Regions from separate parts of the Gossypium hirsutum genome. Here region 1 is linked to region 2. A link is a contact called in public Hi-C data. All regions are on one chromosome and are shown on one strand. Each heading gives the region's core, a stretch centred on a gene start, on an enhancer-like site or on the middle of the called end of the contact. The rest is flanking DNA. Distances are from core to core; before and after follow the strand shown.

Region 1 (4,617 bases), core at 1,043-3,542, 55 kb before region 2:
GGATGTTTTTCCCTTGTTTAATTTAGATTTATTAAATGATAAAATTTTATTTGTGAAGTTTATTAAGAAGTATTTTATATAATCAATTACTATTTTATATTCAAAATTATTTAATCTAATTCATTTGATATATTTAAATTTTTTTAAAAATATTGATAAATTTAAAACAAATCGATACCGATACACATAAATTCCAGTAGAAAAATATTTATTTTCGTTGATAATCGGTAAATAATAGAAATGAAAATTTCGCATATGAATTAAGATGTCATTATTGGGACAAAATACCAAAAAAGCCCTATTTTTTAAAAATTTATCGAAATGGGCCCGGTATTTTATATTTACTGGAATGGGCCATTTTCTTCGAAATCGCGTCCACATCAGCGCGATGTCAGGGGACGTGTCAGCAAATCCGTCCACGTCAGCGCGATTTGCTTACATGGACACAAATCGTGCCTACGAGGACGCGATTTGCTGACACATCCCCTGACATCGCGCTGACGTGGACGTGATTTCAGGGAAAATAGCCCATTCTGATAAATAATAAAATACCGGGCTCGTTTCAGTAAATTTTTAAAAAATAAGACTTTTACGTGTAATTTACCCTCATTATTGATGCAAAAATTAACTATTTACGAAATATTGTTAGGTTTGGCCCAAAAATTGCAAAAAGAATACAAAGGGTATGAACCAATTTTGAAGTTTCAAAAACAATAATGAAAAGAGACTGAAAGAAGGAGACAAAGATCTACCCATTTGATCCTGTGGGGTTTCCCACTATCTTAAGATTAAATGTTAGCAGAAAGCAACCGCTGTTTGGGCTCTTTTATTTTCCATTATCTATATTATTTATTTTTCTATATAAAATTTGTACAAAATAATAAGCATTCTCTGTTTTTTATTATTATTATTATTAAAGGCGAAGAGAGGCCTATTTTATATATTATTATATTGTGTCTTTTCAAAAATAATTTATGATTGAAAATTATTGAGGCTAAGTTTGCGTCAATTTAATCCGAAATTTCTCGATTAGCCATTGAAATTTTCCATCAAGAAAATTGTTGAGAATTTGAATTTGCTTTCATCCAACATATTCAACATTTTTAGTAATATATCTGACTGTACCTTTTATATCTGTCTTGGACTATAATGTTATTTTAAAGATATCATTTTCATTTTACACAAACTAAGAAAATAATGAGATTTTAGAATATATATATATAGAAATGTTTTATTTTCTTTTATGAAATCATTTCCGAGGTTAAAATATCATGGAGGCTTTGTATTAGAGTTAAATTGCATTTTGATCCTTTCTAATAAAATTTTTATCTATTTTTACTATTAAAAATTAGTTTGACTAACAAAATAAGTAGACAACTACACGTGGCATGGTGTGCCATGTGTACCTCATTTTAACATACAAGAATCAATTTTTAACAGTAGAAATGAATGCATTTTTAACAAAAAGACCAATTTGCTCTTTAATCTAATGTATAAGGACTAGCTTCCCCATTTTTTAAGAAGGGTAGGGGTGAAACCAGGAGACTGGCAGGAGCCCCAACCCCGCCTAAAATGTAAAAGTTCTCTATCGGCCTTTTAAGTTTTTACAAGTTCTTAATCAAGTAAAAAGTAAAATTACACTTTTTCCCCAACATGATAAAATTTTAATTTAATCCTTTAAAAATTACAAATATATAAGTTAATGAAATTGTGAAATTATATTTTAACTCTCATAAATATATACAACTTAATTCCTCTAACTTCGCCCCTATAGAGAGGGCAAAAAATAATTTGACTCTTATCATAAAACCTTCCATGGTTCTTTTTATAGCAATCTTAAATTAAGTTTATATTTTAATGCATCAATTGAATACGATAGTAATATCCAAAAAAGAAAAAAAAACAATTCAAACTTAATTTAGTGAATAGGGAAATTATTTTATTTTATAAAGTTATGAATAGGAAATTAAATACAATATTAAGAGTATGAGAGTCACACTATTTGAATTCGTGTTAAATGAATCTATTGTTCCATAGAAATTAAGACAATCAAAAATTAAATATATATTTTTTTTAGAGAAAAGCATTTAAATGTTAAATCAACCATATTATGTAATGGTGAAGGTTCAAAAGTTGTGGTGATGCTTTAACCTGTTAAAGATCTTAAAATGAATTAATGTAGACGGAAATGAATGTAAAGTCGAGGTTGGAACAGATGTGGCTCCAATGGATATAGATAGAATTTGAAGGCATTGAGAAAGAATAATGTGAATATGGTGGTCAAAGTGTGAGGCATTTAAGGCATGGTGACTTTCAATTATGACTCTTCCAACAAATTGGTTGAAAGCACTGTGGCCCAACTTACACCTACTTAATCACTTGATTTTTTCTTAAACCCATTATTATTTTCTTTTTGAAAAAAAACAAAAAGTATACTTTTATTCACCATTAATCAAACAACATATCATCTAAATTTTATCTTACATCCTCAAATTATAACATTCATTTTAAATTGGTCCTCAACCTATAAAATATTCTATTTATATCCCTAAACTATCAAGATTGTATCAGTAAGGTCCTTCCATTAATGTAACCGTGGCATAGTTTAAAAAGAAAAACTAACATTGTAATAAAAATGGATGTTGTAAATATCTCGGTTTTGAGATTTTCGAAACTTTTACAAAAGTTTTATTGTTCGCTATCTCTTTTTTCGGTTTTACTTATTTTTAGTTTTAACTTTTAAAGGTTATGAGGTAAAGTTTTACTCTTCTTTAATATTGTCATTTTAAATTATGCCACATAAGATTTGATGTATCATTTAGTGATTAACGGTTATAATAATAAAATGGTCTAATTGATATAACATTGATAGCTTGAAGTTGTAATTAGAATATTTTGAAGCTTGGGGGCCAGTTTAGAATGAGAATCATAATTTGGGGATGTAATTAGAACATTTTGAAGTTTGGAACAGGTTTAGAATGAAAATTATAGTTTGGGGATGTCACGTGCAATTAACTCTTTTCTTATTTCAATTAACCATATAAAGCATAAATTATATACTATGATAGCATATATATAACATGCTTGGGAGGGATCCACTTACATCGGTATAAAACTAATGTGGTTTTACACTTTTTCGTAACTTTTTACGATTAATATTTTAACAACTCAATCGTTGAATTTATCAAGATATTTATACTTGTCATGCATGCAAATTTTTGAATCAATCCAATATCTTTATCATTACAATCTAAAATATTATTTATATTGTTGAAAGTATTTTACATAAAACAAATACAAAATTTTAATTTACGTCAAACTTGAATATATAATCTATGTGAATGGAGTATGGAACATAATGGTTGGATTATTAAAAAATTAATAATATAAAAAAAGTGCGAAAGAATATAAAACCACTTTAGTTTTACAACTATATAAATAAAACCACTTTATATGTTAGGCTTGCCTAGCTAAATTCACATTTTTACTATCTAAATAAATGAAATCATGGTTTCAAAATCAGAAGTTATTACAAACTAATAAAAAATGAATTTTTTAATATAAAAGATGATGAAATTTGAAATAAAAAATATCATAAATCTTAAATTTGAAATTGTAGAATATCACAAATCAAAAATAAGTACATAAACCAACAAGTTAGCGATTATGATGATAAATTCAAAAACATGAAGACAACGATGATGAAGAAGAAAAGTTGTAAATAGGTTCATATTCTTTTCTAACTTGAGTACATACATGTGACTTGTGAGTACGTAGAAAAGTCCTTTTTATCATATCTTAAATTTATTTATGCAAGATTTTTCTCTATTTTGACAAAAGAACAGAGTCTTCAAATCTCATTGTATTCATTTAAAATTTAGGAAAAACCTTCGATTCTTTCTTATAAATATATTTTTTTTAAAAAAGAGGTGCCTTAGGTTAAAAAAGTTATTTCTTGGAATGAAAAGTGAAAAAAGGACTACATTCGAATAAAATTAGAATTATCGGATATAATCATAAACTAATACAAGTTAGAAAGCCGATTCCACCAAGTCCCTGCATTTCCAACCTCAAGCTTAACAAAGATAATCAAATAATGAGCAAGTTGATTTCCGTATCATATAATATGTTTAAATAAATAACTTAAAATAAGTACAAAAAGACTTAATACTGATCAATCACAACCTGAAAGATACTGAAGTGATTCTCAATTATATCAAAACTACCATACGAAATATTTCTACAATATATAACTTGACAACTATCATAATGAACCTATCTAAGAAAGCTAAAGCGAGAGTTAGTAAAAGCATATTTCCCCTAATGGCACTGTAAATACTTAACATCATCTTTTGCATCATGTGTACACAAGCCAACCTTTACACCATCGACATCAACTGTTGGAGGTTCTTCACTAGTCAATATTGGATGCCAAGCTTTCTTATTCATGGACTTGATGAAGGCCCTTATCTTTGCCTTCTAATAGGCACATTATTTGCCATCTGACATAGGGAGTCTTGAGATCAATGTACCTTCCATCTCTACATCAAATCAATGAAAAGATCTTCACTTAGTGTGTCAAGTGTCTAGTTCTAATAACAATTTAAAGTTTTTTGG
Region 2 (4,881 bases), core at 1,712-4,211:
AAATTTATAAAAATTTAAAATGTCAAAAAAAACTCAAAAAAGATTTAATATTTTTAAAAATCATTTGAATTTTTATAATTATAAAATCTTTTGTCCATATTCCGATATTTTCTAATCCTATTTTTTATATTTTTAATGCTTTAACCTAAATTTTTTTGTTATAATATTCCAATTTTTGTAATTTTATCTTAACATAAATTTATTAGTTTTTACATAAAAATAAATATAATTATTGACTATATAAAATTAAATTAAAAGTAATTATATAGTGTACATTTTTGAAATTGTATATATTTATGATTTTTTAGTAATTATTAATTTTTTATAATTTAAAATTTTCCGCTCATCCAAAATGAATATGGATAAATAATTGTCTAGATTGATTCTATATGCACATTTTTAAATAAACTTTTTATTTACTTTTTGTTCATATAACACGCCATATCATCATGTTGCGACGTGGCAACTTCTAGTGGCTTTCATCGGCCACATCAAGGCGACTATCAGTCAAACTGATCAATTGACGGTTTTCATTAATGGTGGGGCTAATTGATTTTTTTTTGAGTCATTGTGGGCTTAATTGGATGCACATTTTTTATTATGGCTCAATTGATTTTATGGTTTTTCATTGAAAGATTTTATGCTAAGATATATAACCTAGATATGTTGCTTATTAAGAACTTGTAACTTTATATATCGGGCACCTTGTAATAATGAAATTATTGAACTATTGCTTGTAAAATAATCAAAGTGCTTGGAAGGAGTGACAGGGAAGTGAGCACTTCTCTGGCACCAAAACTGGAAACAAGAAACATAAAGAACACACATGAATTGTTTACGCAATTCGATTTCTCTACGTCTGCGGAGCCTAACTCAGTGAAAAATGTCAATTATCTTCAACAACTACAACAAGTGATCCTAAACTCTCACACACCTCGTGATGATTCTCCTCATTTTCGAACCCTGAAGACAGATACACTCACCACTAAGTTCACCCTTATGAACTTAACAAGTAAAACCTTAACACAAATGATTTTACTAACAATTTACACTCAAAAGAAATGTTTCTTACCTTGAATAGAATAAGTGTTAAAAACTATCGGTACAAAAACTTATACAAGTCTTTGCCTTAAATAAATTTATGTTCGAGACTTGTTAACATAGAAGGTCTATAACAATCCCATTAAAATAGTAATACAATAAACTGATTACAATATAACAATAAATAATAAATCAAACGTGGACTCTTAGTAGCTAATCATATAGAGTTTCGATCAAATCCAAATGTCCATGTTGTTAGGGATTGACTAGAGTGTTTTAGTTCGATCCAATCGTCAATATGAGTCTCTCAAGTAAAATGACCTTCATTTATAAGCCAAATATACTCCAAACAATCAACACAACTCATTCAAATCGTTCAATAAGTTGTCAATACTCAAATATGTAAACTGTCATTAAACAACTCTAGTACTAGTAAAGTGGGCACTTATTTAGCACTTAAAAGGCCAAATTCATATTTTTCAACAAATAAAAAATAGATATAAGTTAGATGAAAAAATTATGCAGAAAATATATATTAAAAAAAGTATGCGAAATCCAAATTTATGTAAAAGAAAATATTTTAAAAATGAAAAGAAAAAAAAGTGAAAAAGAAAATTAAATATGGAGCCTTCGGCTTTGGAAGTAAAGGGGATTCTCCATAAAGGTTCTAGTGCCGTGTGAAATCATTTACAAATTAAAGGGTAATTTGCACAATTAGTCACCAAATTATTAGTATATTTTTGATTTGGTTATTAAACTACAAAAACTTTCAATTTCATCACTAATATTATGATCGATATAATTGCAGATTTAGTCATAAACACTTTCACAATCTATCAATTCTAAATAATTCAATAAATTTAACCTTTCATAATTACAAATTTTATCAATTTGATCCTCCGTATATTTTCATTAGAAACCATGAAATTATAAACACGTCAAATAGACTCAATACTGTCTATTCTCCGCTTCAGATATCTCATTAGCTATAATAAACTGAAATGAATATGTATCCACAAATGACTAATGGATTGAACCAAATCCCTCTTTCCAATTGATGGAATCAGAAAATGATGCGCAGGAGCAATGCTTTCCAGGACCCTTCATCAACAGAGCTCATCTGAAATCAAATTCCAATATGAAAATGATGGGAGAAGAACCATGACCATCCCTCACTTGGATAGAACTTATTCCTTACCAAGAAGAAGAAGCTTATTCATTAAGTCTTTGTGGATTGATTGCTTTCTAACACGATATGAATTTAATATTGAAGGGTTTATATAATTTCATTCGAGTTTATTATACCTACTTTTTTTTTTAATGCGTTCATAATTCTAATTTTTTATGATATGATGTGTTGAGGATTAAATTGATAGATTTTATAAATGTGGAAGATTAATTTGTTGAATTATAAAGACTCATTTGATTACAAAAGTTAAGAAGGTATTTAATATATATTTATTAATAAAATGCTTAAATTTATTTATAATCCATCTCTAATAATTAAATAAGAGGGTAAAACACGTTTAAATTCATATCTTTTTAAACTTGCATCAAGGTCGATACTAAATAAATTAAGACTTAATCAATAATTTATTTAATATTAAATAATAAAATTTAAAATTTTTTTGTACAATAATAGAGATAGAAATGAAGTAATATAATTTAAATCTGTGACAACATTATATTATATTATATTATATTATATTATATAAATACTTTTAAATTTATATTAAATGTTTTTTTTAAAAAAATTATATGAAATACAATATAATAACAAAACGTAGATATACAATTGATAGCTACTGTACAGAAAGAGACAGACCTCTCTCCCTCTCACATAGCAACTTCTCAATAATAATAATAATAATAATAATAATAAAGGAAAAAATCAACTATTCTGTCTTAAAAACATTTTTACAAAGTGCAGCCAAAAGGAATTTGTAAGTAGAAGTATCAAAGGCTTTGAGAGCCATCTATCTTCCTAATCCTTGTTATATCCCCTAAACTACCTATATACTATATAGTCTCTTCTCTGTACCTTCTTTCTGGGTTTTTTCTCTTCCCTCTCTTTTTGTGATGAATCACTGATCATCTTTTTTTCTGCATGCAACTTCGTTTCCTTGGATAATAGGGAGGGGGAAAAGAAGGTGGGTCTTTCTCATTTTTGCAAAAAAATTTTGGCGACTTTGACGTTTTGCATGCATGAGATGGCCTTTTAGCTTTTCTTTCTTTTTTTTTTTTTTAATTTTTTAATCTATCATTTTGGTACTTTGAAATGTTTCACATGCTTCTCCATTCAACCTGTTTCCTTTATCTTTCTTTTATTTTTTTTCTTCCAAATTTTGGCTAATTTTTTATCCAGTTTTGGGAGATCTCGAATGGGTTGTTCTGATATACCCAAACTGGATATTTCTCTTTCGTTTCTGCTATAATTCCATTAATTATTCATCACCGATACAAAAAGTTTTTCTTTTTCTTGGTAAATGCTCAAAATACTTCATGCTGCATGCATAAGAACTTTAACTAAGGCATTTCTGTTCAATACAGCCTTTTATGAGTAAATTTTCAGAGATCGGTGATACTTGAGTCTTTGAAGTATTTGCAATAATTGGTTAAAGAACTTCGCATCTGCAATGGGGTCTCTCCAATACGTTTTCATTCGCAAAAAAACTGGTTTTTTTTTTGCTTAATTTTGTTTGGTAAAAAACCAGTTTTGATTATTAGTCAAGTTGTAACTTGTCTTTTTTAATGGGAAATTTCTTGTGGTCATGCAGAAGTAACCGGATGTTGATAAGCAGCAATTCGTAAGACTTATCGGCTGGCTGAGAAAGGATGCCAAACCAGCTATGGTTTGCACTAGAAATGATTTATCAGCGTGGAAGGATTTCCCAAAGGGTCTCAGGGTCCTTCTTCTTGATGAAGACACCAATTCTGCTGCAGAGATAAAATCAAAGCTTGAAGCTATGGATTATATTGGTTAGAATTCCACCATTTTTAGTTTTCTTCTTTCTTTTTTTTACCTAAAGTCTTTAGCCCTTTCGTATTCACTTCACATGATTCTTCTCTTCTCTCAACTATGCTGGCTCCATCTGGCCATTGCCCCCATTGCTTTAGACTGGCGCAGTTTTTGGGTTTTCAGGAAGTTTGGATTTGGATTGTAATTTCAGACTTTGTTGTACTGTGTACCCATTTTGCTTTTGTTCATGTTTTCTTTTAAAGTTTACAAATGCTGCTTCTCAGGCAATTGTTTCCATCACACCATTTAAGCTTTTTGTGGTTCCCTTTAGTAAATGCTACTTAAGTCTTTAGTTCTTCCTCAGTCTTCACAGTGATCTCCTGTAGCTTTAATATGCCATTTATTTCCATCCTATGCTATTGCTTCTCTTTTTCTCTCCCTATAGTTTCCTCTTTGAATGCATGATAAAAATAATTGCGCCTTTTTGCAGTATATACCTTCTGCAATGAAAATGAAGCTCTTTCTGCAGTTTCAAGTAGACCCGAAAGCTTCCATGTAGCCATTGTAGAGGTAATTAATGAAATTTGAGCTCGACAAGAAATTTCATGTTTGAAATGTTGATGATTTTTCTTAAGTACCTGCTATTAAACCTTCAGCATGATTATGCGGTTTTTCTCATCATTATACTGGCACTAGAGAATTAACTAGCCAGAAAAATTATACAAGCCTGCTTTTTGATACTTGATATAAAATCAATAATACCAAGCCACCGCTTCCATTATCACAACACAGTTTCATGATTTGAACATGAATGTTGTTGTCTATTCAATATTAAGATACATAGACTATATTCCTATGTTGTATGGGTCCTACAATTGCAA

The links. A called contact is a pair of places that touch in the nucleus more often than the background predicts.
Region 1: a Hi-C map of leaf shows a contact between it and region 2, with 2.9 times the contacts expected there. The contact joins the enhancer-like site here to the promoter of LOC107933590 in region 2. A contact is called at or near these places in 17 of 34 Hi-C or Micro-C datasets (anther, cotyledon, fibers and 4 more).

Annotation. Positions count from the first base shown.
Region 1 is chrD08:56,819,701-56,824,317 of Gossypium_hirsutum_v2.1, reverse strand. No RefSeq gene overlaps it. Among protein-coding and RNA genes, the nearest start is that of LOC107886380, 25 kb to the left of the region's middle. Within about 2 kb of position 2,292, at least 3 of the 9 cell types and tissues checked have an H3K27ac peak or open chromatin away from gene starts, as enhancers often do. A contact at or near this core is called in cotyledon, fibers and leaf, where this site is marked.
Region 2 is chrD08:56,765,541-56,770,421 of Gossypium_hirsutum_v2.1, reverse strand. LOC107933590 (two-component response regulator-like APRR2) reads left to right here and starts at 2,961. Exons shown (of 12, transcript XM_041098533.1): 1 at 2,961-3,191; 2 at 3,819-4,020; 3 at 4,491-4,570. The coding sequence starts at 3,891.